Regions from separate parts of the Callithrix jacchus genome. Here region 2 is linked to region 1. A link is a contact called in public Hi-C data. All regions are on one chromosome and are shown on one strand. The core of a region is the stretch at or near the end of the contact, and the rest is flanking DNA. Distances in the headings are between cores, read along the strand shown.

Region 1 (6,065 bases), core at 209-2,708:
AGTACTCAGAGACAGGTGCAAGTGTTCTTCAGCCTAAGGCAGGGGCATGAGACACAGCTGGAAGGGTTTGCGAGTGGGTAACGAGAACTCACACGCACTGGGGACTAGACAGAAGAATGTGGTAACACGTGGACCTAGCACCATGATTTTTCAACCTGGGCTACTCATCAGAAACACCTAGGGAGCTTTTAAAGCTTCCAGGGCCCAAACCACATTCTGAACCACTTAAATCAGGACGTCTGGGGCTAGGAGCCAGTCATCAGTAATTTTTTTTAAGCTCCCAAAGTGATTACACTGTGCTGCCAGGTTTCAGAACCACTAGTCTCTAAAGGAGGGATAAGGATTTCCAGCAGCCCCGGAGGACTGGCCCTGCTGGTGACCCTGCAATCCTGGCACGCACACCTGGCACGCACACCTGGCACGCCACAGCCTTCAGCTGTTTCCTGCCGCTCCTTCCCCCCACCACCACCCCCAGCATTTTGCTCTGAAAATGGTAGTTCTCAAAGTGTGGTCCCCAGACTGTAGCATCAGCCTCAGGGGGAAATTGTTAAAAATGCAAATTTCCCAGCTGCACCCAGGACCCACTCACCCAGAAACTCTGGGAGTGGAGCCCAGCAAGCGAGGCATGCTACGGTTTGGAAGCCACTGCTCTGGAGCACTGATCCCTCCCAAACGGCAGCAAAGCAAGTGCCTGGGTGTGGCTCCGGCTGTGCGGGTGCTACTGGTATCTGCTGGAGTCACCGCTTCATCACGGAGAGCCCATGGGAGTTGGCCTGGTGTCCCCACGTTGGCCAGCACGTTGGTGACCACCAGACAGTGGCCTTTAGGCTGGAATCGAAGGTACCAGAGGGCTGATAGCTCAGTTCTTTTTTATGATACCAAGAAAAGACTTCAGATTGGAGATATTGGGAATTCGTTTTATTTTTTAATCCTCTTTTAACACAAAGTGGCCCCTGGAAAGCAAACTTTCAAGATATTTCAAATCAGAACTGGCCAGGAAATCCAGCACGTGGACAGACATGGATAGCATGTGCATTTTTCCTTTGGAGGACGGGGGTAGGTTTGGGTGCTGGAGGGTGTTACCTGGGGGCAGAGCAAGAAGGAAGAAAGGGCACTGCTGGTTCCCACCTCATTCATCCCCTCCTCTCAGGTCCCAACCTGGCCGGAATTAACGGTCCCCGGGAGGAAAATGAAAAGGAAAGCAACAAAGGAAATGAGTTCGCCGTATAGAAAGGGAAATTGCCTTTCCCTTTAAGGTCAGACTGGTCCCAAGCAAAGGACTGGTGCCGCCCTACTGATCGCCTCTGCTGGAGCCCTAACGCTGGAGCGCTTTTGCCCTCGCAGAATAACCGGGACTTTCTTGCAGCTGGAACCAGCCACGTCCTGATTCCACACTCCGGTGAGAAGCCAGGCAGCTCTCCGCTCACTCAGTGAATCCAACGAGCACCAAGTGCATTCTCTGCTACACGATTGAAGAGGGCAAGCTGTCAGGGGGCGGGGGGTGGTCCCACCTCCTTCCAACTCAACTATTCTGAGCTGAACTACTAGACCCGTTTTGTTTTTCTTGTTTTTTCCTGCTTCAGTAAATCTGGAAAAATCCTGCAGGTCTGAAAAACTGCTGGACTTGACCGCGTGTATGCAGCGCCACCTGGTGACCACAGCTTATCAAAACAGCTTCCTTCCGGGGCTCTTGTGGAAGTTCATCAAAGGCTCCAGCTTCCAGACAGGTACATACCCTGTTCTCATGCCCCGCCCACTTTCCCGTGGGAATGTCAGCCACTCTGATTTGTCTTGGCTGAAAACCTCCTGTCTTTGCATGGAGAAAAACACAAATAATATGAACAAGCAACAGTTTTCTTTTTCTCTTAAGAAACCAAGCATTTAAAATCTTCTAAAGCACACATTTCCCCAATTGAGAAAGGAAGCAAAAGAAAAACATCTGGCTGAGCTCATGTAACAAATGGTTGGAAATACCTTTTCCCTCACCAAGATTCCTGGGGTCCTAGTGTAGAGGAGACTTCCCTTGCCCTCGACACTACAACATCCTGGCTAAAAGCCAGTTTCCAAGGTGATATTTAATCTCACCTTGGACATGAAGGACCCAGGTGGGAACGAATGTGGTCTAGACGGCATGGAGGCTGTGAGGCGTCAGGAGAAATCAGTCCTGGTCCTGGCACTGCTACCCACCTGCTGTGTGACCTTGAAAAGTTACTTAAACTTTGTGGATCTCAGTGCCCCAGACTCGTGAACTTCTTTGCTACTTTTTCCCATAAATTCCATGTATTTGAAAGATGTTGCCTACCAAAATGGATCTCTAAAATAGGAACTAATAAGCCTTCTGTCTTCAGAAATCAGGTATAAATGTCAGGCAGGCCTTCTGATGATCATGATGCAACCAGAGTTACCACAGTGAGTCCACATCACAGAGAAAAACGAAAACACTTATCCCTTCTTAACCTGGTCTCCCACCCATGAATGATTTTTGTTAGGATTTCAGCATGTTGAAACTAACCCACAGACCCTGGTTACAATTTTCTCAGGCCCTGAGAGCTGGGGAATCCCAGTTTGGGAACCAACAAACTAGGAAATCTTGAGGGTAACTCTAACTCTCATGAACTAAAACAGAGTAAAGATGGAAGGCTGTGGTATGTATACGCAGGTAGAATCTCAATTTGAGAAATGGCATTACAAGGAATTAACACTTCAGAAATGCCAGCTCCGTGCCAGGATCTTTTTGGTTTTATTATGTATATTTGTCACGGGCAACATGTTTTGGAATACGTATACATCGTGAAATGGTTAAATAAAACTAATTACAGGCAGGATGCGGTGGCTCACACCTGTGATCCCAGCACTTTGGGAGGTCAAGGTGGGTGGATCACCTGAGGTCAGGAGTTCGATACCAGCCTGACCAGCATGGGGAAACCCCATCTCTACAATAATACAAAATTAGCCAGGCATGGTGGTGCATGCCTGTAATCCCAGCTACTCAGGAGGCTAAGGCAAGAGAATCACTTGAACCTGGGAGGAGGAGGTTGCAGTGAGCCGAGATCGTGCCATTGCACTCCAGCCTGGGCAACAAGAGCAAAACTCTGTCTCAAAAAATTAAAATAAAATAAAGCTAATTACATATCCATGTGCTCACAAAGTTATCATTTTGGGGGTAACTTAAAATCTACTCTCTTAGCAATTTTTAAAAATATGTTATTAACTATAATTATCATGTTGTATAATAGATCTCTTGAACATATATGCCTCTTGTCTGAAATTTTATATTCTTTGACCATCTCTCCAACTGCCCCCCAACAAGCCTGAAAGCCCTGGTAACCCCTTTTCTACTCTCTACTTCTATGAGTTCAACTTTTTAAGATTCCACATGTAAGTGAGATCATGCGGTATTTGTCTTTCTGTGCCTGACTTATTTCACGGAGCATGATATCCTTCAGGTTCATCTGTGTCACAAGCAACAGGATGCCCTCATTTTAAAAAGACTGAATAGTATTCCATGGTGTATTTTTTTATCCACATTTTCTTTATCCAACCCCATTGTCTTCATCCATCCATCCGCTGATGAACACTTGGTTTCAAATCTTGGCTATTGTGAATAGTACTGCAATGAACATGGCAGTACAGATAGTTTTCCACATACCAGTTTTATTTCCTTTGGATATATATACCCAGGAGTGGGATTGCTAGATCATATGGTAGTACTATATTTAATTTTTTTGAGGAACCTCATGCTGTTTTCCGCAATGGCTGTGCTAATTGACATTCCCAGCAGCAGTGCCCAGGCTTCCCTGTTCTCCACATCCTCACTAGCATTTGTTATCTTTCATCTCTTTGATAATAGCATTCCAAGAGGTACGAGGTGATATCTCATTGTGGGTTTAATAGCCATTTCTCTGATGATCAGTGCAGAAGTTTTAAATACAGAATCACAGTTAGTCCTGACAATAAGCTGTAAAATAGCACTGCAGATGAGGAAATCGATGCAGAGAAGCTAAAGGAATTGTCTGCACCTTACAGCTGAGACCAGAGCCAAGTCTGTGTAATTTCAGAGCACGTAATCTTTCAAAGTAATATAACAAAATCACAGCGATTTTTAGGTTCACAGAGAACAGGCAAAAAAACAAACAAAAAGAAATTATAGCAATTTCCAGGTATGAACCAGCAATCCAAACTAAACGTACTTTGTTGAATGAATATCCTGGATCTACTCTGTTCCTCCAAGTTTCCATCTTCTTAAACATAGCATCTGGGGTTTAGCAGTTACTGATAAACCTTTTGAATATCTATGCAGTGTTAATTCTTTTTACTATACATTATTTTATTGTTGTAAAGCCAGTTTTCTGACGTTTATCTGAAAGCAAAGTGTGAAGTACTTCCATTCTACTTCCTGGTGATTTTTAGTGACCTGGTGCCATGATTTGGATGTATATGCCTCCGAAAATTTATGTTGAAACTTAAACCCCAAAGGAATGGTATTAGAAGGTGGTGCATTTGGGAGGTGATTAGGTCATGAAGCCGCCACCCTCATGTGAATGGGAATAGTGCCTTTATAAAAGGGCTGGAAGGAAATAGCTAGGCCCATTGCCCTTTCATCTATTCTGCCACGTGAGGGCGCAGTGTTTATCCCTTCTGCTCTTCCACCTTTTCTACCATGTGAGAACACCAGAGAAAATACCATCTGTGGCCAGGCTCGGTGGCTCTCGCCTGTGATCCTAGCACTTTGGGATCATGAGGTCAGGAGATCAAGACCATCCTGGTCAATATTGTGAAACCCTATCTCTATTAAAAATGCAAAAATTAGCTGGGTGTGGTGGCATGGCCCGTAGCCCCAGCTACTCTGGAGGCTGAGGCAGGAGAATCGCTTGAATCCAGAAGGCAGAGGTTGCAGTGAGCTGAGATTGCACCCCTGTACTCCAGCCTGGCAACAGAGCAAGACTCAGTCTCAAAAAAAAAAAAGAAAGAAAGAAAGAAAGAAAAGAAAATACCATCTTTGGGACAGACCTTCACTAGACACCAAATCTGCTGACACCGTGACCTGAGACTTCCCAGCCTCCAATTTGTAAAAAATAAATTTCAATTGCTTATGAATTATCCATTGTGTTTTGTTATAGCAGCAGGAACAGATGAAGATACTCAGGGTCCTGTGTCATTTCAAGACATGAAAGCTCAGTTCTGTGATATTTTCTTCTCCTATTCCGTTGATAATTTTCTGCTACCCATCATCTCTTTTCTCTTTCTGAAACTTCTAATAGTTAAATACTAAACAACTCTGGTTTTTTAACCTTTATTGTCTATAATATGATTCAACTAGGATCAAAAGAATATTTAATTAAACAGTAGACTAAACAAATGAGGGATTTTTTTTTTTTCTCACACAAGTCAAGAAGTCATTGGACCAGTGTTATTTCAGAGGCTCAGGAATGTCAGGGCAAAGATCTCCGGAACTCTCTTGATCTCTTACCCATGACTGCAGGATAACTGCTGCAGCTCCATCCATCTCATCCACATTCAAGGTAGCACTACAGAAGAAGCAGAAGGAAGCAGAAAAGGTTGTATTTGTGTCAGGAAAAATTTTCTACAAACTTAAACTCATGACTCCTTGACCAGAAATGTATCAAAAGGCAAATCTAATTACAGGAAAGTCTAAGAAAGGAAGTTTTGGTATCCCACCATGAACAGTACAGGGAGACAAGAGAAAGGAGGGTTTAAAGAAGGAATGAGACAATCCAGTGTCATATTTTCTTTTGCTTTTTTTTTTCTCACACTGTCACGCAGGCTGGAGTGCAATGGTGCAATCTCAGCTCACTGCAACGTCCAATTCCTGGGTTCAAGCAATTCTCCTGCCTCAGTCTCCCGAGTAGCTGGGATTACAGGCATCCACCACCCACACCCAGCTAATTTTTTTGTATTTTTAGTAAAGACAGGTTTCACCATGTTGGTCAGGCTGGTCTTGAACTCCTGACCTCAGGTGATCCACCTGCGTTGGTCTCCCAAAGTGCTGGGACCACAGGTGTGAGCCACCGCGCTCAGCCAATGTTCTACTTTCAAGGTTTTAT
Region 2 (6,039 bases), core at 3,095-5,594, 240 kb before region 1:
TCTGGGAAATTTCCTCCTGTGTTCTTCATTCTTTCTCCAGAACTCCATTATCCTAATAATGTATCTTTTAATATTTTAAGTTCCTCTCGGGGAAATTCTTCAGCATTTTTGCCAGCATTTCTATATATTTGTTTCCGATGTCCTACTTTTAATATTCAAGTACTTTTTTTCGTTCGACTTGTTCCTTCAGTATCTTGTTTTTGTCTCATAGTTGCAATCTCTTATTTCTCTAAGGATAACATTTTTCTTTCCCTGAGTTGTCTGTTTTCCTCATGTTGCCTCTGTCTGGTTTGGGTTTTGGTTTTGCCCCCTGCCTTCTATACTCAAACGTCTGGGATCCCTGCATGTCTGCTCATTTCTAGAGTTGATGGAGCCCTCAGACACTGAAGGGAAGTTCTCCATGCCTGGGTGAACTTGCTCTCCAGGGTCACCTGCCCACGCATTTCCTTGGGATACCATTGGATAAATATCTCCAGGTCTTTGGCTCCTCAGATTCCCCAGAAATGGCTGACTCTTCTGGTAGCCATCCTGGAGGGTAGAGTCTAGCTGCCAATCTCCTAGGAGCACAGTGGTCCACATATGCATGTTCTTTTAATCTTGCCTATATAAACTTTCTGTTAATTCCACCTACTCATTTTGGTACCAGAAGATAAGCTTTTTTTTTTTTTTTTTGAGACAGAGTCTCTGTCACCCAGGCTGGAGTGCAGTAACATAATCTTGTTTCACTGTAACCTCTGCCCCCTGGATATAAGCTGTTCTCCCACCTCAGCCTCCCGAGTAGCTGGGATCACAGGCACATGTCACCACACCTGGATAATTTTTGTCTTTTTGATAGAGATGGACTCTCACCATGTGGCCAGCATGTTGGTTTCAAACTGCTGACCTCAAGTGAGCTGCCCACCTTGGCCTCCCAAAGTGCTGGGATTACTTGTGTGAGCCACTGCACCCAGACAGAGCTTAAGCTTCTGATCTGCCACAGTAGGGGAGGAGTGGTGACTCGACTGTCCAGAGTTTTACATGTAGCTAGTGCCACCAGTCCCCAGTCCTTTCACGGATTCTGCCATGTGAATTTGGTTGTATCACAGCTTTCCCTACTGTGGATTTAGAATTCCACTTTCTTGGGTTTGCTAAGTAACCACTGGATCATCTGCTTTCAAGTTTCTGGTTTTTCTTCTTTTTCTCCCCTCCACCTGCCCCCTTAGCTCTTCTGGTGTCTTTGTCCTTGTAGATTTGTGCCTTCTTAAAAGTCTCTTTACTGTTATTTTACAGGATTTGGGGGAATGAAAGCAGAGCTAAAATTAACTTCCTCCTCTGATGAATTTTGACAGTCTTCCTGCCGTAGGGATGTTGTCCAAAATACGTGTTCTGGTGTGTGTCAAACTAGAGCTTCTCAGGAGGAAAGCTCTTTGTCCGCTGAAATTGTTATTACTATTGATAATCTTTTTACCCTTAGACCAGTACAGCGTGAGTCACACGTGTGGCCCATAAAGATTCCTGTAAGGGACAAGTAGTTGTAATTTTGTATTCCTATGTCCAATTGACGAAAACAAATTGCTGCATCTCCTTTGTTGCAAGAATTCCATGGAAGAATCTGTATAGAGTCTAGTTGGTTATATTATTGTTTGTACACTGACTCCTTTAATTCAGTAAAGACATCAATATGTGAATTTATAATAACCTAGTTAACACCTGTCAGGCTCATAGCTACGTGACTGACACATACTACTATGTAAGTGTTCGTTGTTGCTGTTACTGTTATATGCTGTGTTTTTAATAATACTTCTAAATCTTCCAAGAGTTATATCTAATGTTTCTCAAAACCCAGCTGCACAACAGATTCACCTGGTGATCATTTAAAAAAAAGATTTCATTTCCCACCTCGGGGCTACTAATATTCAGGGTGTGTACAGGCTGTAACAAAACAGAGCTTCCATTTTCTGGAGAGGTGAGACATTTCAAGAACCATATTGGGAGGGTCGTGCACATCACTGATGGAATTTAACATGTGCATGGCCATTTAGGAAGGCAGCAAGATGAAGCAGCAAACCAGCTCTGAGAGCTGAGGCTAAAAGCAAAGTCTATATCCACAGCAAATTGATACATCACTATGCATGTATAGTATAAATGTGTAACACCTGGAAACCAAGGCACTAGGCCGGGCCCTCCTTCTGTACGGAACCCCAGGCAGTCTGTTGCCCCCTTTCTTTGTGATGTTTTCCCCCTTTGTTTCAATCAGATTTTACCCGGATAGGAGGATTAGCAGAAGAGGCCGGTGTGGATGTGCATTTTGTTCTTGCTCTCCCAATGACAGACACCGAAAGGTTAGTCAAAGTCAGCTAAGAAGTTAGACAAAATCCTGAACAGGACCCACACAACTCTGAGATGGAATACGTTTAAAAATGAATCCCAGGCCGGGTGCGGTGGCTCAAGCCTGTAATCCCAGCACTTTGGGAGGCCAAGGCAGGTGGATCACGAGGTCAAGAGATCGAGACTATTCTGGTCAACATGGTGAAACCCCGTCTCTACTAAAAATACAAAAAAATAGCTGGGCATGGTGGCGCGTGCCTGTAATCCCAGCTACTCAGGAGGCCGAGGCAGGAGAATTGCCGGAACCCAGGAGGCGGAGGTTGCGGTGAGCCGAGATGGCGCCATTGCACTCCAGCCTGGGTAACAAGAGCGAAACTCGGTCTCAAAAATAAAATAAAATAAAAATGAATCCTTATTCAGAGTCGGGTCCCATCTGCTAATGGGGTTCAATTTTCATTCATCTACTTATGGAAAGCCAAACATTTCTTTCTTGCAGCTGAGCTAATGGGGAGAAAAAGGAGGGAAGAAAAAGAATTAAGTTTTATTTCCATGTAAGTGACTCAGGTTCTAATGGTTATTTTATTTGAGTGACTTACTTCATTAATAGGAACCTTTTGTTTAACTGGGACAGTGTTGGAAAAATAATTTAACAGAAATTTTAGGAGCTAAGGGAGGGTTGGGAGATGCAAAATTGAAGGAGGACTAAAATTCACACCCACTAATACTTAAAACTTTAATGCCTGCTTTTAAGGAATAGTTCTTTAATTTAAAAACACCCCACCTTACCTTCATATTCTCTCCATACTTCAGTGTTGGAACAATGGTGACTGATAGCAGCGCTTTCAGCTGGCACTGTAATAATAGCTAAAGCTTGCCTGACGCTAACTGTGGCGGATACTGTCCTAAGCATTTTGCGTCTGCTGACTCATTTTATCCTCAAAACGGCCCTTTGAGAAGTTTCTATTATTACCTGCAATTTAAGATGAGGAAACTGAGGCACAAGCCGCACACTTGCCCGTAAGTGGTGGAGCTCCCCTGTTCACTTAACCACGTTGCTCTATGGCTGTGTTGCTTACCACAGGTGCCTGTCTCATAGGACTTTATGTCCTAGACTAGACAGGGTTATAGAGGTGTTTGAGTTAGGAACAAAAAGCTGTGCTCTTCCTTCCACACAGCATCTCATTCAGAACCACTGGTGACTTTCTTTGGGGGGACCACTAGGAGAGATGAGGTACAGAGAACCCTAGTAAATTAATCAAGGTCACACAGATGAACAGTGGCTACCACTGTCAGCTAGGATTCCCAGGTAGGACTCTACAGCTGGTAGAATGCCTCCCTTCCCTTATTATATTAACTTTGCTCTGTCTTGCCACTCAGGAGGCAGGAAAAAAAGATCAAGGATGAGTATGTGCCTCCACTCCAGTTACCTTGTGAAGCACCGTGTGACTCTTATATGTATTTCCCAGGCATAAACCTGAGTTCGTGGCAGAGCAAGCCAGAAAGGCAGAGTTCTCCTTTTGTGCATAGAAGAGAATACTCTTGCCTCAGCAGCAGAGAACTGTGTCCACTTACTGTTTATTTTCCTCCCCCTTTTTCTTTTTTCTTCATCAAAAAGATATGAATGCTGAGATCATCCCAGAGAAATCTAGAATAAATACCATGAGAAAATGGCCCCTCTGAAAGGCATCTTGTACTCCTGCTGTTTGTAAATGTGAAAAGCTCAGCAACCGGGCAGCTGGATGGGTATAAATATAGCCCACAGCACTGACGCCCGCTGAATCCTGCTTTCTTAGATGCACAATGAGAACCCACGGAAGTCAGGGAAGGAGCAGTAAAGCCCAGTCAATCAATCAGCCTCTCTCTCTCCATCCTGGACCTTAGTGTGGGCGTGAGGATAGAAGCAGCTTTAAGAGTGCACTTAAAATAGCTCTTGGAACTGGACATTGGCAAAGCTCAAAGACAGGGAAGATGCTTCCTATGAAACTGACCTCTGCCTGACCCTTACCTGGGGGCTATTTTGACCATTCTGGTCCGTGATCTCAGGGCTGTGTTCTTTCTCAGTTCAGCTGCTTGGGCACAAGCAGGTTTTCTAGTGCGCGCTCCAGGCGTTTGGCGCCTCTCTGCTGCCTCCGTCCTCAGATATCTTATTCTAACTAGACTCAGCTGTCTAAAGCCTGGGGATTAAAAATAGCCTCGTGGTGCTAGCTGTGGAATCGAGGGAGAGATACTCAGTGAGCAGAGAGGTCAGCTTGATGCAAGACACCTGACTCTCAAACCTATGGGTTTCATTGCACCTGAGGTTTTTTTTTTTACTCTCTTGAGGTATTTTCCTTTTATGCTCTATCAGTGCCCATTTTTTTATGGCTATGCAAGATAAACCAGTCATTTCAGATTTGTGGGGATCAGTAAAAGTCTGGATTTTGGCAGGAGAAAACCATTATTTTACTTAGTGGTTCCCAGAAATAAATTATCTCTAGTTATCATTCCATGAAGACATCAATGAGATTTGCCACTGAGGCATACATTTGTCTTCTCTTTGTCATTTGGTGGTAAATAATTCAAAGAAAGAAGTTACTTTCATTGTAACTGCCCACAAAACTTAATAATTCAACTTATATGTCTTGTTTTGTGACTGTTGAACTGACAATAACAACCTTTCTCTGCTGTCCATGGCATTCCGTTAGCAAGTGGCATAAATATTATGATACTCACCTAATCAGTTTTTAAAGTCTGTGTTCAGGGATAGTCTAAGACTAGGAGCTGTATGTGCGTATTTGCGTTTAGTTGTTTCATGGGATGTAAGCTGGATCTGTGCCTTCCTTTTAATCTCTAAGATTGCTTCCTTCAGATGGAACCTCAGTGTATAATATTTATAGAAATAAAGCAGGAACTGTGGCGTGGTTAAAGCAGAATATATTTAAAACATTAAACTTCGGATCAGTTAGGGAAAGCCCTGAAGTTGAAGAGCTCGGGGCTCTGTGGGTCCACTGGTGGCCGGAGAGCCCAGCATTGTCCATCTCACAAACTTTCTGCTTCTGATTCCTCGTCCTTGAAACTGGTGCCCAGTTAACAAAGAGCACCAGCCGCTCTGGCCTTGGGGATGATGCACAGAGGAGGGGCACCTTCCAAGGAAATCAGGTCAGTAGAGCCAAAGTGAATGATTTCAGTCACCATTGGAACCGTGACAGATTCACATTTTAATGATTGATTTCCTAAAAACCATTCATGTAGCCCTTGGAAGTTCACCTTGTCACTTACTGGTGTGCCCTTCAGGGCGTCTGTCCACATTGATTTCATCACCGCATCTCCACCCATGGATGGCACGGGCCAAACCCACTCATATTCCAGAGAACAAGGTGCAGTTTCCGTGGTATATAAAAAGACAGTACTGTACAGTGGGTAATAACATTCCAATTCTGGCTCTACTCCTTCCCACTTCTGAGCAACTTGGAAGGTTGCCTGACCTCTCCAAAGACCTAGATAGCATGGGGTTAATAATAGTGTCCACTTCATAGGGTTGTTCTAAAAAATAAGTGAAAATATAAATGTAGAACACTGTGTCTGGCACACAGTGAGGACTCAGTGAATGTTGGCCAAGAGGGGAGGAGGCTGCTACCCTTATCTGTTAGCTCAGCTTCAAGAAGCCTAGCAAAGTAACATCGTGAATTTGATCTGAGTGGTCACAGCAAATCCATTCCCTCACTGATGAAGCTCAGATTGCCTTGGCCACAT

What was found. Hi-C and Micro-C count contacts between places; a contact is called where the count stands out from the background.
Region 2: a contact with region 1 is called in a Hi-C map of skeletal muscle, with 4 times the contacts expected there. The contact joins two enhancer-like sites. A contact is called at or near these places in 2 of 3 Hi-C or Micro-C datasets (both in skeletal muscle).

The regions. Positions count from the first base shown.
Region 1 is chr9:11,252,949-11,259,013 of calJac240_pri, reverse strand. No RefSeq gene overlaps it. Among named protein-coding and RNA genes, the nearest start is that of BCL2L14, 18 kb to the right of the region's middle. Within about 2 kb of position 1,458, at least 13 of the 16 cell types and tissues checked have an H3K27ac peak or open chromatin away from gene starts, as enhancers often do. A contact at or near this core is called in skeletal muscle, where this site is marked.
Region 2 is chr9:11,500,341-11,506,379 of calJac240_pri, reverse strand. All of the region lies in intron 4 of ETV6 (ETS variant transcription factor 6), which reads left to right. Among named protein-coding and RNA genes, the nearest start is that of ETV6, 150 kb to the left of the region's middle. Within about 2 kb of position 4,344, at least 3 of the 16 cell types and tissues checked have an H3K27ac peak or open chromatin away from gene starts, as enhancers often do. A contact at or near this core is called in skeletal muscle, where this site is marked.